Regions from separate parts of the Ovis aries genome. Here region 1 is linked to region 2. Evidence: chromatin contacts called from public Hi-C data. All regions are on one chromosome and are shown on one strand. Each heading gives the region's core, a stretch centred on a gene start, on an enhancer-like site or on the middle of the called end of the contact. The rest is flanking DNA. Distances are from core to core; before and after follow the strand shown. Region 1 overlaps ACTN4 (actinin alpha 4). Region 2 overlaps RYR1 (ryanodine receptor 1).

The links. A called contact is a pair of places that touch in the nucleus more often than the background predicts.
Region 1: a Hi-C map of liver shows a contact between it and region 2, with 1.9 times the contacts expected there. The contact joins two enhancer-like sites. A contact is called at or near these places in 3 of 16 Hi-C or Micro-C datasets (blood, liver and skin fibroblasts).

What each region holds. Positions count from the first base shown.
Region 1 is chr14:47,839,139-47,845,803 of ARS-UI_Ramb_v3.0, reverse strand. It overlaps ACTN4 (actinin alpha 4), which reads right to left. Exons shown (of 21, transcript XM_042230937.1): 12 at 5,490-5,640; 13 at 3,067-3,175; 14 at 2,813-2,953; 15 at 2,540-2,722; 16 at 2,308-2,442; 17 at 1,134-1,313; 18 at 300-446. Among named protein-coding and RNA genes, the nearest start is that of CAPN12, 19 kb to the left of the region's middle. Within about 2 kb of position 4,438, at least 24 of the 54 cell types and tissues checked have an H3K27ac peak or open chromatin away from gene starts, as enhancers often do. A contact at or near this core is called in liver, where this site is marked.
Region 2 is chr14:47,686,850-47,693,449 of ARS-UI_Ramb_v3.0, reverse strand. RYR1 (ryanodine receptor 1) reads right to left here. Exons shown (of 104, transcript XM_060398058.1): 71 at 5,127-5,186; 72 at 4,737-4,874; 73 at 4,107-4,219; 74 at 3,832-3,928; 75 at 3,495-3,601; 76 at 1,385-1,436; 77 at 1,175-1,243. Among named protein-coding and RNA genes, the nearest start is that of MAP4K1, 66 kb to the left of the region's middle. Within about 2 kb of position 4,704, at least 15 of the 54 cell types and tissues checked have an H3K27ac peak or open chromatin away from gene starts, as enhancers often do. A contact at or near this core is called in liver, where this site is marked.

The DNA.
Region 1 (6,665 bases), core at 3,189-5,688, 150 kb before region 2:
CTGTGTCGGATCCCCAGGGGTGCTGGCACTTGTCTGTGTGTCTGTCTTGGATCCCTGGGGGTGCTGGCACTTGTCCCTTCAGGGTTGCCCTGGCAGGTGGGTGGGGAGGCACAGCCCCAGGGACAGAGCCAGGGGTTCCCATTTCTCCTGAGGGAAGCTGGGTCCCTGCCAGCCCGTGAGTGGCCTCTGATACTCAGGGACTGTGATGTGAGCAGACAGACAGATGTGAAGACGGAGGGGGCGGGGTGGGAGGTGACAGCGGGGAAGGAGGGAAGACGGGGGCTGAGGGAGCCGCTCACCTTGTCGAAGTGGTTGAAGGACGCCCGGAACTCCTGCATCTGCTCCTGGCTGATGCCCTTGGCGTCGCGGGTGAGGATCTGGTTCTCAACCTCGTTGATGGTGCGGGCGATGGTGGTGAGCAGCTGCTCCCAGCCCACCCGGATGTGCTGGGGAGGAACCAGGGCGTGAGTGCGGGCTGGGCCAGTGGTACCACAGTAGCTGCAGCTCAGGGGGGTCAGACTTGGGTTTCTCCTAATCCTCTCCCAGAGCCAACCCAGTCCCACGCACTCCCGTGCACATAGGGACACAGCCACATGCCTGCCTCTGCCTGCCCACCAGGGCCCCGGTTCACAGCACGCTCCCGGTCACGACGCAGCCAAGGACTGGGGCCTAACACCCATGCCAGGATCCTCAGGGGAACTCTGCAGAGATGTTTCAGGCAACACTTATCTAGCTTTCTGGGGAAACTCCTCTCCCTTCCTTTTATTTAGTGGCACCCTAGGATTTGCATGGTCTCAGGGCTTATCACCAGGGATCATTTCAAGCTGCCAGTCTGACAGCAACCAGCTGTCAAGCAAGAACCAAAGGATCAAATGGCTGAGGCCACAGTAGGGGGCAGGTGCTGCTGCCCTCCTGGCTCTCCAGGGAGACTGTCCTGAGGTGTGTGTGATCACGGTGATGGGAGAGTACTGGCAAGGAAATCAACTCTTCAAAAAATATGAACATGGGATCCAGTCTCTGCGGTCAGAGTGAAAGAGGAGAGAGAGAAAGCGGGGGCTGGCTTTTCTACAGGGCAGAAACCAATTGGAAGAAGGCAGCAGCCTGGCTCGGGCTGGGGGGCGAGCAGGGCGCACCTCCATGGTATAGTTGGTGTGCTTGTTGTCGAAGATGAGGGCCTCCTGGATGAGCTGGTGCTGCTGCTCAAGCAGGTCCAGGTTGGGCTTGTAGTCCACGATGCTGCGCTCATACTGCTTCAGGTGGCTCAGCTGGTCCTCCAGCGTCCCGTTCATCTCAATGGAGATGCGCCCGATCTCCTGCACAGAGGAGGCAGGCGCTGGGCTGGGGCTGGCGGGCCCTCGGCCCCCACCAGCCACCGGGAGGAGCCCTGTCACTGGCTACCGAACCCCAGATTGGTAGTGGTGGTGGCAGAAAGGCCGCCTCTGGCCCGAAGGTCCTCTCCCAGAGGCCTGCCACTCACTGACTGTCCCCCCAGCCCCGCCCTCCAGCACAGCAGCAGTGACCAGAGTTTCTGCCCCAGCGCTTCTCAGGTCCACCCCCACCACTCCCTCCCTGTGAGGCCCAAGCCTGGGACAAGCCCCTCCTGCAGAGCTGGAAACTGAGGCTGGGAGAGGGCAGCTTATCACCGTACGAGGCAGAGCCGGGCCAGGAACCCAGGCCTGGCGCACTTCAGAACCCGGGCTCTTGAGCGCCCCCACGCCTCGCCCCACCACAGCGGCTGGTACTATGCCCTGGGCTGCCTGCCCGGACCTCTCAGACTGGTCGTGAGTTTCAGTGATTCCGCTCGGTCAGCAGTAACCCAAAGGGCACCGAGGGGCATGGTTAAAAGCCTTCCCGGGGCTGGATCACCAGGGCGGAACGCACGTGCTCGTGAGGGTCTAAGCTCAGACCACCTTGGGCACAGCGACACTGCGGTACTCACGAGGGGGCTGGCGCAGGGCAGTGCCCAACTGTTCGCTGAGGAAATGAAGCAACAGTCTCCATCCCCTTTCAGGGGGACGTTAACACTGAGGGGCAGAGGTTACGTGTGCCTGACTCCAGAGCAGCAGCTGAGGGCAGAATCGACTTGAGACCGCCTCTCCCTGACCCCTAGCACAGTCTTGTGCTGGATGGCACCGTCATTTCCACCGATATAACCTTCCCGATCCCACGAGGTCCCCAGGTCCACTGGCCCCGCGGAGCACTGTGGACCTCCTGCCAGGGGCGGGCAGCCTCCCATTCAGCAGGGCCTCTTGCTCAGTTCTGCCAAGAGATTCTTGCGGTACAGCAAGGCTGGGGCGACGCCCTCACCTCCATCTTCGTCTGGATCCAGGGCCCCACGATGTTGGCCTGGCTGGCAAACTGGCGGCGCAGGTGCTCGTTCGACTGCTGCTTGCTCTGCTCCTCCAGGAGGGCGTGGTCCCGCTTGGGCACCAGCTGCTGCACCTGGGGAGGCACGCGGGCAGGGGCGGTCAAGGGGCGGCCCTTCGCCTGGCAGCCCCTCCCCGGCCTGCCAGCGGGTGGGTGGCTGGGTGACGCCTACCTTCTCCCACTTGGAGTTGATGATCTGGGGAGTGACGGTGGTGTAGGGGTTGCTGCCTGAGAGCTTGATGTGGTTGCTCTCGGCGATCCGCTGGGCTTCCTTGTGGATGGCCAGGATGGCCTCCCGCTCCCTGTCAGCGTCCGGCAGCGTCGACTTGAACTGGTCATGGGCTGAGATCAGACCCTGGGGGATGTGAACAGAAGGGGTGAGGGGGCGGCCCGGCCCCCCAGAGGGCCCACGAGCCCCAAAAAGGGCAGGGGGGCGGGGGCGGACCTCGATTTCCTCGATGGTGTGGACAATGAACATGTCCTGGAGGTCCTCCATGGCGCTCTCCATCCAGTTGTTGAAGGGGGCCGCCCGCTTGGCGTACTCCAGGTGCAGCTGGTCAATGGTCTCCAGCTGCTTCTCAGTTTTCTGGTGCGACAGGGACAGAAGAGGGAGGTCAGAGGGCCAGCAGGGACCGTGCATGGTGGGCCAGGGTCTGGGAAGCTCTGAGGGCACCCACCCCCACCCCCGCCACCGCTCACCTCCAGGGCTTCCCTGCGACTGTGGGTCAGAGAGCCAAGGGCGTCCCACTGGTCACAGATCTTCTGGCAGCGCGTGTTGACATTGTGGGAGTCGTAGTAATCCAGCTCGCTGCGGACCGGGCAGAGGGGGGTGAGACCAGACCCACCCGCCCACATGCATCCCAGGCCCTGGTGCTGGGGGACACCACCTCTCTGGGCTGAGGCAGGAGGAACTGGAGAGGGGGTTGGCGGGGAAAGGACAACAGAGCTTCCTGTCAAGAGCCGCTGACACAGGGCTCCCAGACTGTGACCCTCAGCCACGCCTTATCTGGATTGCTTTCTGGGCTGTGCCATGTGGCTGTGGGATCTGAGTTCCCCGGGCAGCAGCCAAGCCCAAACCCCCAGCAGTAGAAGCAGAGTCCTGAACAGTAGACCCCCAGGGAAGCCCCTGGGTTGCTTTTTCCGTTTACAGAAAGGATAGCAGAGCACGCTGGTTAGAGGACAAGGCTCTGGAGCCAAGTTCCCTAGGCGTGAATTCCAGCTCCCGATTTTGAACCTGTGTGACCTGGGCGAGTGAATTCCCTCTGGATCCCTCGTTTTTTTCATCTGTGAGATGGGGTGGGGTTGTGAGGACACCAAGTTACTTAACACATGAGAAGTGCTGAGAACAGTCCTTGGCGCCCAGTGGGTGAAAGTAGGAAGTTATTAAAGGATATGTTTTTATGGGTATTAGAAAAAAAAAGTGTGTGACTAACCACAATCTCATGCTAAGCAACTAACAATATATTCAAGGGAAAAACAAGCTGATCAGGGAATGGGTATTACTGTTGCCTTGACTGAGGTTGGGAACACTGAGCTGATACCATAGCTCTTGCCCCCCCACCCCACTCCTGAGCACCAGCCCCAGGCCTGCCGCCTCCTGGGGTCACACTTGGCCACTCCCGGCAGCAGGCTCCTAGGAAGTCGGTGCACAGGTCTAGGGTGACCAGGTGGTCAGGCAGGATACAGGGGCCAGGGGAGCAGGCAAGGGCTGGAGGAGCAGCAAGGCAGCGCTCCACGCAGGGGCCAGGCCAGCCTGGGTTCCACTCGCATCTCACTCACTCCCTAGCTGTGTGACCCAGGGCAGGCCCTTGGCCTCTGTGTGCCTCAGTCCCAGCTCTGTAACAGAGGATCAATGGGACTGATGAGCTGGCACACGGAGGGCCCTGAGTGCTCTGAGCTTTCATCATTATCATTAATCGATGCTCAGCCAGGCTGCCCTCCAGGATCAGCCCAGGCGGCCCTTGGCCTCTGCCTCATCTGCTGGCGAACGGACGGCGCCCCAAACAACCCTCCCCCCTTCCTCCAGGGCAACTGTCCAGAGAGCTGCCTGGGGGACTGTCAGCTCCCTGGCTCAGGGCGATGGGTTTCACATGGTCATTCCCAGTGCCTGAGCAGTGGGCTGGCCTAGCGCTGACGGCAAGTCTGTTGCCAACCAGCATCCAGGGGCTCGCCTGTCCCACCCCCACAATCCCTGCAGATGGTGGGCGCCTGTATCCGTGACCTTACTCTCCTTGGCCTGGACGTGCCAGGTACAGGGGGCTTGATCCTAGAGGAGCTGCAGGACCCCCAGCAGTGCCCAGTGAGGGCGTGTGCACCCAGGACTGTGCCTGCTAGTACTTCTGCTCCTGGGCAAGCACACAGGGAGCCCCAGAGCAGCTGGGCAGTGTGGAGGGAGTGAGTCAGGGAGACGGCCCTGCCCGGCGTGGGGCTCCTTCAGGCCTCGCCGCTGGGCCCCTGCCTTGGAGGAACAGGCAGAACTTCGGGGATGACTGTGACAGGGTGGGAGGTGTCTGTCGAAAGGCCGACTCCAGCCAAGGATCCTATTTTTGAGCAGACAGCTATTTTGGGAGCCCTGCCGCCCCTCCAGGGCCTGTGGATTTTCCATGAAGTAATGGCTGGGGCCTCCCGCTCCCTGGGCCTTGCCTGCTGCTGGCCGCTCCGCTGGGGGAATAAGGCTCCCTTTCACTGTGCTGGAGACTCAGTGTACTAATTGTGTGCACGAGTTTATCTGACTGGGGTAGGGCGGGGAGGGCAGAGAACCGGCTGCCTGGAAGCTCTTACAATAAGTGTATTCTGAGCGGCAGAGGGAAGGGCTGGGCCGAACAATGGGCTCTCTGTGCAGCCCGATTCCCTCGGGGAGCCATGGGTGGGGGCTGTGGGCTAGACTGCCCACCACCTCAGGGGACCAGAGACCTCCCTTCTGCTGGGGAACGTAGATCCCACTATGGGTCTCATCTGGGGTTAAGACAGGCGGACAAAAGGCATCACCCCTAAGGCTCCTTCTTGGCATGGGAAAGGAGGGGGTGAGGGTGGAAAGGGCCCGGGGAACCCCTCCACCTGTCCCACCACCGCTCCGGGCCAGGTACTGGCAGGGAAGTGGGGGACCGTGAGCCCACACATACTTGAGCTCCTGGGCGATGGCGGCAATCTGCTCCACGCGGTCCTGGTGGGCGGCCAGGTCGCTCTCGAAGGCTTCGTGCTTGCGGATGAGGGCCTTGATGTCCGACAGGGTGGCCGTCTCATAGTCCCGGTGCTTCAGCATGGCCTCCTTCCCTGAGGTGGGGTGGAGAGCAGGAGTGCTTGCCCAACAGTGTCACGGGCGTCCAGAGGGGGTGTCCGACCAGAGGGAGGGGAGTGGGGTGCAGACCCCATGCCCTGCCTTGGCGAGGATGCTGCCACGAAAGCCGGAAACCCCGGGAACCTTTTCCCTTGCTCCTTTACAGGTGTTTCTAAGCCCAGCTGTAACACCTCCTGGATGGGGCTGGGAGGCGCTGTGGGGTTGGGGGGCGTGAGTCAGATGTCCCAACTCAGGCTCTGCGTTCTAGGCTTAGCGTCTTTTATTGGTGTACGCTAAGTCGTTCGGTCGTGTCCGATTCTTTACGCCCCTATGGACTGTAGAACACCAGGCTCCTCTGTCCGTGGGGTTCTCCAGGCAAGAATACTAGAGTGGGTGGCCATTTCCTCCTCCAGGGGATCTTTCTAACCCAAAGATCAAACCCACATCTCAATGTCTCCTGCACTGGCAAGTGGGTTCTTGACCACTAGGCTACCTGGGAAGTCCTTTATTGGTAGATGGTAAGAATCTGGACTGCTACCAAGGCTGGAAACGTCAACATCCACCTGTGGAGGGCCTAACTGGACCTCAGCAGTGCAGGGGGGTGGGTTGGGGGTACAGAGGGGAGGGGAAGTCTGACTTGGGGCTCCTCCAGGATCCTGACCCCTATGCCTGCTCCCTGGCCCTTGGGCGCCAGGCCCCCTCAGGGAGGGAGTCCTACCACACATCTGCTCCATGCTACCCTAAGGGCTTTCTGTGTGCAGTGAGGCAGGGCCCATGTCAGGCCCTTTGAAGGAAGGGAGGAACACTGTTATTAGGCCCGGAGCCTGGCTAATTATACACCCTAGGACACAAGCTCAGGCGAGGAGCCCTGCACACTTGGTACTGCAGAGAACTGAGGGGGAGATGCTGGGACCCCTAACCTATAAAGCAACCTCGGGCTACCCTCAGAGCGCACTCAGAGACCAAACCCTCCTCAGCTGGCACCAGAAAATCCCAACTGCTGTCTGCCATGTGCAGCCAA
Region 2 (6,600 bases), core at 3,455-5,954:
CATCCATCAGAATCATAGATGTTTGCATACCACATTATTTTTGAAGACATCTTGAAATGTCACTTAGGTTCATCACCACTTATCAATTACAGTAGCTACTGGATCCACTGTTAGTTCTTGTTATTTGGTAGATTCATAAACAAGTACAGATATTACTGTATCACAAAATTTTAAAATAATATTTTAGTAACTATTTTAATATCTCATTTCTTCTGCTATGAATTCATTTTGTACACTTAGATACATTATTCTGAGGGACTTCGCTGGTGGTCCAGTGGTTAAGAATCCTCCTTGCAATGCAGGGGACATGGGTTCAGTCCTTGGTTAGGGAACTAAGATCCCACATGCTGTGAAGCAACTAAGCGCACAGGCCACAACTGAGCCTGAGCCACAACCAGAGACCCTGGGTGTCGAAACTACTGAGGCCCATGTGCTCTGGGGCCCGAGTGCTTCAACTACTGAGCCACAACTAGAGAGTCCATGCGTTGCAATGAAAGACCCTACATGACCCAACAAAGATCCCTCAAGCCACAACTAACACACAATGCAGCCAAATAAATATTTTCTGAACATAAATACATGATCCTAAGAAAAGATTCGCCAGATGCCAAGGGGACCCTGACACAAAAAAGGTTGAGAAACTCGGGGAAATGCTTGCTGATCACCTTAATGAATGAAAGGATGGGCTCATTGCATTTACTGCTGTCTCACTGTCTGGCCTTTGCTTATGCTGTGCCCCTACCTGGAACACTTTCCTCTTTTTTCTTCAGCTGGCACATTTCTTTTATCCTTCTCTGCGGACATCCCTTCCTCTGAGAAGCCTTCCCTGAAGCCCTTCCCCCCAGGCTGGATCAGGTGTCTAGCCACGGTCCCCATGATCCCCTGAACTTCCCTGGTTTCTCCCACCCTGACCCCACTGCTTGTGCCTCCTTCTTCCTGCCAGGACCATTTTGCCTAGCTCCCCTCATCACCACCATGGATACTCGATGCTCTTATTGTCTGCCTGATGTAGCTGTCTCCCCAGTGGACTGGCTTGGTCACGGCTGTGTACCTAACATCACCCAGCCCAGGGCTGGGCCCACAGCATTGCTCTGTGAACACACGCTGAATGAATGGGGCATGATGGAGTCAGGGTTCCCACCCCTTTCTTCTGGAACTACTTGATCCCACCTACCTCGAAGGAAACCTCAACCTCCTCTTCTACAGCTTCGCCGTTCTCCCCTCCTTCCTCCAGGTGGCAGCTCTGGGGACGGGGCATCAGTTAGAGATGATGGTGAACAGAAAAGATATCCCAGTCCAGTCCCAGCCCTTTCAGTGGACAGGCATTGCAGCTGGGGGGCAGAGGAGGGAAGGGAACCTGCCCCAGATGGGGGCAGGGCCTCACCTTAGCCATGATATCAGCATACGCTATATACAAGTAATCTTCATCCAGTTTGCTGAGGAAGTAAGTGGGGAGACAGTCAGGACCCAATATGGAGGAACTCCATCTTATAAGCGCCTCCAGATTTCCTTTGGAAAGTCAGTCCTCCCCATTCTCAGGCTGTGTGGCGCCAATGGGGTAGGCTCTCCATTGCCAGACTGGGCATGTGATCAAGGCTGAGCCAATTGCTACCTTCTATCTGCTTGACTACAATAATAAGTAAGAGATGGTCATGTGATCCACGCTGGTCCAGTGGAATTCATTCTGGGAGTTTTGCTGAAGCTATTGATAGAAGTGCTCCTTTTCCACTGGGATTGTTGTGATGGTGTGATGGAACCCTGGAGCTTTTGGGGCTATCTTGCCACCTGACAACTGGTTGGCTCACCTGACAACTATGATTAACCACTTCCTTGCGTCTCCTTTATAATACTAATGATAGCAGAAGTAATGGCCAACACCCATTGAGTTTACTCTAGGTTGGTCTCTATTCTAAGTGTTGGTACATAATAACATTAATTCTCATAATAATCCAACTAAGTAGATATAGAATTGACCTTTGAACAATACAGGTTTGAACTGCATGAGTCCACTTATATGTGGGGTCTTTTCCCCTCAATAAATACTACTAAAGTACTACATGATCCATGGTTGGTTGAATCCATGGATGGAGAACCATGGATATGGAGGGCCAACTATAAGGTTATACATGAATTTTTAAATGTGTGAAGGGTTAGTTCCCCTTTGTTGTTGTTCAGCCACTAAGTTGTGTCCGATTCTTAACAGACCCCATGGACTGCAGCACACCAGGTTTCCCTGTCCTTCACTATCTCCTGGAGTTTGCTCAAATTCACGTCCATTGAGTCGGTGATGCTGTTTAGCCATCTCATCCTTTGCCGCCCCCTTCTCCTTTTGTCTTCAATCTTTCCCATATCATGGTCTTTTCCAATGAGTCGGCTCTTCACATCAAGTGGTCAGAGTACTGGAGCTTCAGCTTCAGCATCAGTGCCCCTAACCCCTGCATTGTTCAAGGGTCAACTATATGACTAGTCCCATTATACAGATGAGGAAGCTGAGGCACAAATAATTTTCTTGGCCAATGTCACAAAGTCTATACTGGAATTCAAACCTGAAGAGTCTAACTCCAGAGTCACTGCTCTCCCAGAGAATAGAAAACAGAACACTTGGCTTTCCAGTCTCCCTCACAGCTGGTGGTAGCCTGATGTCAGAATTCTAGCCAATGGGCCATGTGCCTAAGCCCACCATGAAGAGTGTTCCTTGGCTAAAAAGATTTGGGTTTTCCTTAGAGGAAAGCCTTTCTCCTTTCTGTCTGACATGTAGTCATGATGTCTGGAGGTTCAGCATCCATTTTGTAGCTATGAGGCAACAGCTTAGAATGGCAGGGCAGAAATCCCGATTGAGCCTGGGTCTCTGTCAGTGTCACTATGCCACTGCCCAGCCCAGGACTCTCTATCTCCTGACTTGGTGAGAAAAACAAATCTCTGTGCCTCATTTCCTCATCCAGACACACAAAGTTGATAATAATATCTATCTCCTAGTGTGAAGATGAAGTGAGAGGATCTCACTGTCACGTGTTTTAACATGATGCCTGACACATGAAAAGCATTTGATAAATACTGCCTGTTGTTACCGTTGGCAGCAGTGCCCTTATTACTGCTATTTATTCCCAAGACTGCCATTGGCTCATACGAAGCTTTTGTCTGAATTAGAAGTGCCCTGTTCCTCACTGACATCTGTTGGAAATGCATCACAATATATTGACCTCACCCATATAATATACTGCAATATACTGATTTTATGTGAACAAGACATTTTCTTCTAGAATAAGCCTCAATTGATATTGCGTGTGACGTGAACCCTTCAGAAGAGATGTCCCTGTGAAGTGCCCAGTCTGCACAGTGGTACAAGGCGACTCTGCTTGTTCTAGTTAAATGACATTAAAGGATCAGCTGTGGGTGTCCCCCCTTCCCAGGACACACAGGTTCTCTCTTGAGGAGCAAGGATTGGGGTGGGGAGAGGTAGTGGGTCCCTCTTGGGGACCCAGGAAGGGTCTCACCTCTTTTCAGTCAGGGCGGTGCGGCTGAAGTGCAGGACCAGCTGATGCAGGGGGTCTGGCTTCTTCTCCTCCACTTCCTCTTCCTCCTCCTCCTGCTCCCCAGCTTTCTGGAGGGAGGAGTGGGGCTTTGGGTAGGGGCTTCCAGAGTCCCCACCTGTCTCCCATTAAGCCCTGCTAGACTGTTTTTATTCTCTTCTTCCACATCCTGCACCCTCCCCTGGTTCTGCCCAAGCCAGGGGCCCCTGCTCCCATAGCGCTCAGTGTGAAGGGTGACCCCTGGAGGTGGGCCCCAGCCCTACCCATCTGCCCCCACACTCCCAGGCAGGCCCCAGCTCACTGAAAGGTCATCTATCATGCGGTCCTCAAAACTGTGGTCTTCCGTCAGGATCCACGCCGCCTTGTAGCTCTCCAGAAACATATTACAGGCCCGGTGCCTTCGCAGGGGAAGATTCGAGGCGTCAGCAAGATTTCCCCATGCACGTCCCTAGCCCGCCTCCCCTAACCATTTCGCAAGACCCCACTGGGTGCGCACCCCATCCTCTCTCCTCCTCACCCACCCATTCTCCAAGGAGGCTTAGGCTCCCTTCCCCCATTGGAGGCGGGGTGTCTTACGTGGGCAGGTTGTACAGGGGGGTCATGCGGAAACAGGCGACTACTGCCCTCCGGCGCTGCTTTGACAAGAGCTTGTGCCACACGGCCTTCTTGGACTTGTAAGGATGCTCGATCTGATGGCGGGATTATGTGTCATGGCTCCAGATTCTGCCCCTGGTCTGATTCCCACTTCCAGCTCTGAGTGAAAATGCCCATCTGTGCCCAGTCCAAATTCAGGACGATTCACAGGGCCGAAGGAACACCCTGGCTCCGCCAACAGAGTCAAAGTTCTGACCTATTCTCGGCTTGCAGACCAATTAGTTCCCTCATAGGCCCCGCCCCAATCGCAAGACCCGCCCAAGGTCTTGCCCACAGAGTCAAGGCGTCTCCACCGGGCCTGACTCTCAGACCCAAAGTTCTGCCCCGGCGCTGTCCCTAGGCCCAACATTGCGCACCATGTCTGATTCCCATATCAAAGCCTCCATTCTAAGTCTCGTTGTAAAATTCAAGGCCCGTCACCTACAGGATTCAAGACCCGCCCCTTGCCCCGCCCAGAGGCCCGCGGTTCACCCGCAGGCCCCGCCCACAGGCTCAAGGCCCGCCCCAGGCCCCGCCCAGAGACCAAGTTTTGACCACTCAGCAGTAAGACACCTGCTCCAAATGGTAGAGCACGGCGGACACTTCCTGGACTCTGCGCACGATTTTCTCCGGATCGTCAGCGTCCTCCTCGCGGCCCGGGAGGCCCCGGTACAGGGCCATCTGCCAGCGCAGAGAAGGGGAGCCTTCGACCTGAGAGGAGGAAGATCGTCCGGCATGAGGCCTCTCCCCTGCGCGCTCCCTCCTCCCTCAGCCGGGCTTCTCGGAGGGCCCCGCCCCCGCCCCACGATTCAATGCCATGATGATTCACTGAGGGATTGAGTATGAGTTAAGGTCCTTCTTTCGATGCCTGGCACCGATGTAAGGGCTCAAAAGCTGGCTGTGGCTGTTGCTATTATCCTGACGCGCCCCTTTCAGTTGCAGACTGAGGCGGCAGAGGCGTACCTTTCCCTGAAGGTGAAGGTTGTTTTGCAGATATTCCCGGACCTCCTCATCTGTGTCTTTCTGGAGAGACAAGCCAGGCTGGGTCACTCCGGAGGGCCCAGCATCCTCCTCGTCCTACAACCCTCTTCCCTCTAGCCCCACCACCTCAAGATCCAAGAGAGGATTCAAGAGAAATGAAAAGGATCCAGAGGTCAGGAATGGTCAGAGAGGAGTCCGAATGGCCACTGAAGGCACCTTGAAGAATCAGGATTAGAGGGGCCTCGTTGGGGTATGAGAGGAGGTAGGAGTTGACATGAAGATATCCTTAAAGATCAGAAAAGGAGGTCAGAAGAGGGTCAGAGTGGGGCTGGGAGTAAGTGGGAGATGGGCAGGGAGTTTTTGAAAATCAGAGTTAGGTGAGGGGGATTATAAGAGACAGCAAGGTCATCAGAGGTCAAGAGGGTCCAGCAAATCACTTGTCACCGGTGGGGTTCACACAGACACTAAAGGAAGGATCAGTAGGGTGGGGGTTCTTTAGGATCCCAGGAGAGGGGGCGCTCAAGAACCAAGTTAAGGGGTCAGAAGGGCCCAGGAGGGCTCTTTGGGATTTCAGCAGGCCTCAACAGGTCCAGCAGACCTCTACAGGTCCTAGGAAAAGCTTGAGGTCCTGAGGGAAGGAGGCTTTAGGGTTCTGGGAAAGGAAATGCTTGTGATATCGGTGGAGAATCAGTGGTCTTCAGGGTCCTGGGGATTAGTAGATCCTCAGGGTGCTTAGCAGGGTCCTGGGGGAGGTTCTAAGGGTCTTGGGGCAGGATCCTGGGAGGACTTCTTGGGTCCCTGAGGCTGAAAGGATCTAGGGGGGAGTTCCCATATAATGGATAAAAGGGGCCCCAGGAGCCTCTTTGGGGTCCCAGAGGGCTTAGAAGGGGTCTCAGTCTCTCTCTGAGCCTAGGGAAGAAGTCATTAGGATCCTGGAGGCTACTTAGGGTCACAGGGTGCTCACTGGGCCCCTAAGAGTCTTTGGGGCTCAGTTGGGTGTTAACAGACTCCAACGGGAGAGATCCACAGGGTCCTGAGGAAAAGAGAGAGTGAGGTGGAGAGCCCAGTGGGAATCCAGAGGTTCAAAGGAGGGCCAGTGGGATCATGAGGGGCTCTGTGGGTCCCAAGGGACTTGGGCAGGTCCTGGCAGAGGACTTGGAGGAGTCTCAAGGGGGCTTAAGGTGTCTCAGGTGGGATTCTCAGGATTCTGGCCGAGGTGGGATTGGTGTTCAGTGGGGTTCCTGAAGGTTTGATGTGGTCTTTGGGTCCTAGGGGGATCTTAGTGGCCTTCCTGGGTTCTAGGGGGGTCCCAGTTAGGGTCCTTAGGATCCAGAGGTCTGACAACATCCCGAGTGGGGCCCTCAGCATCCTGTAGGAAGGTTCAGGGCATTCTAGAGGGCCCAGTGAGCCCTCAGGGTCCTGGAGAAGGACTCAGGAGGGTCCTAGAGAAGGCCTC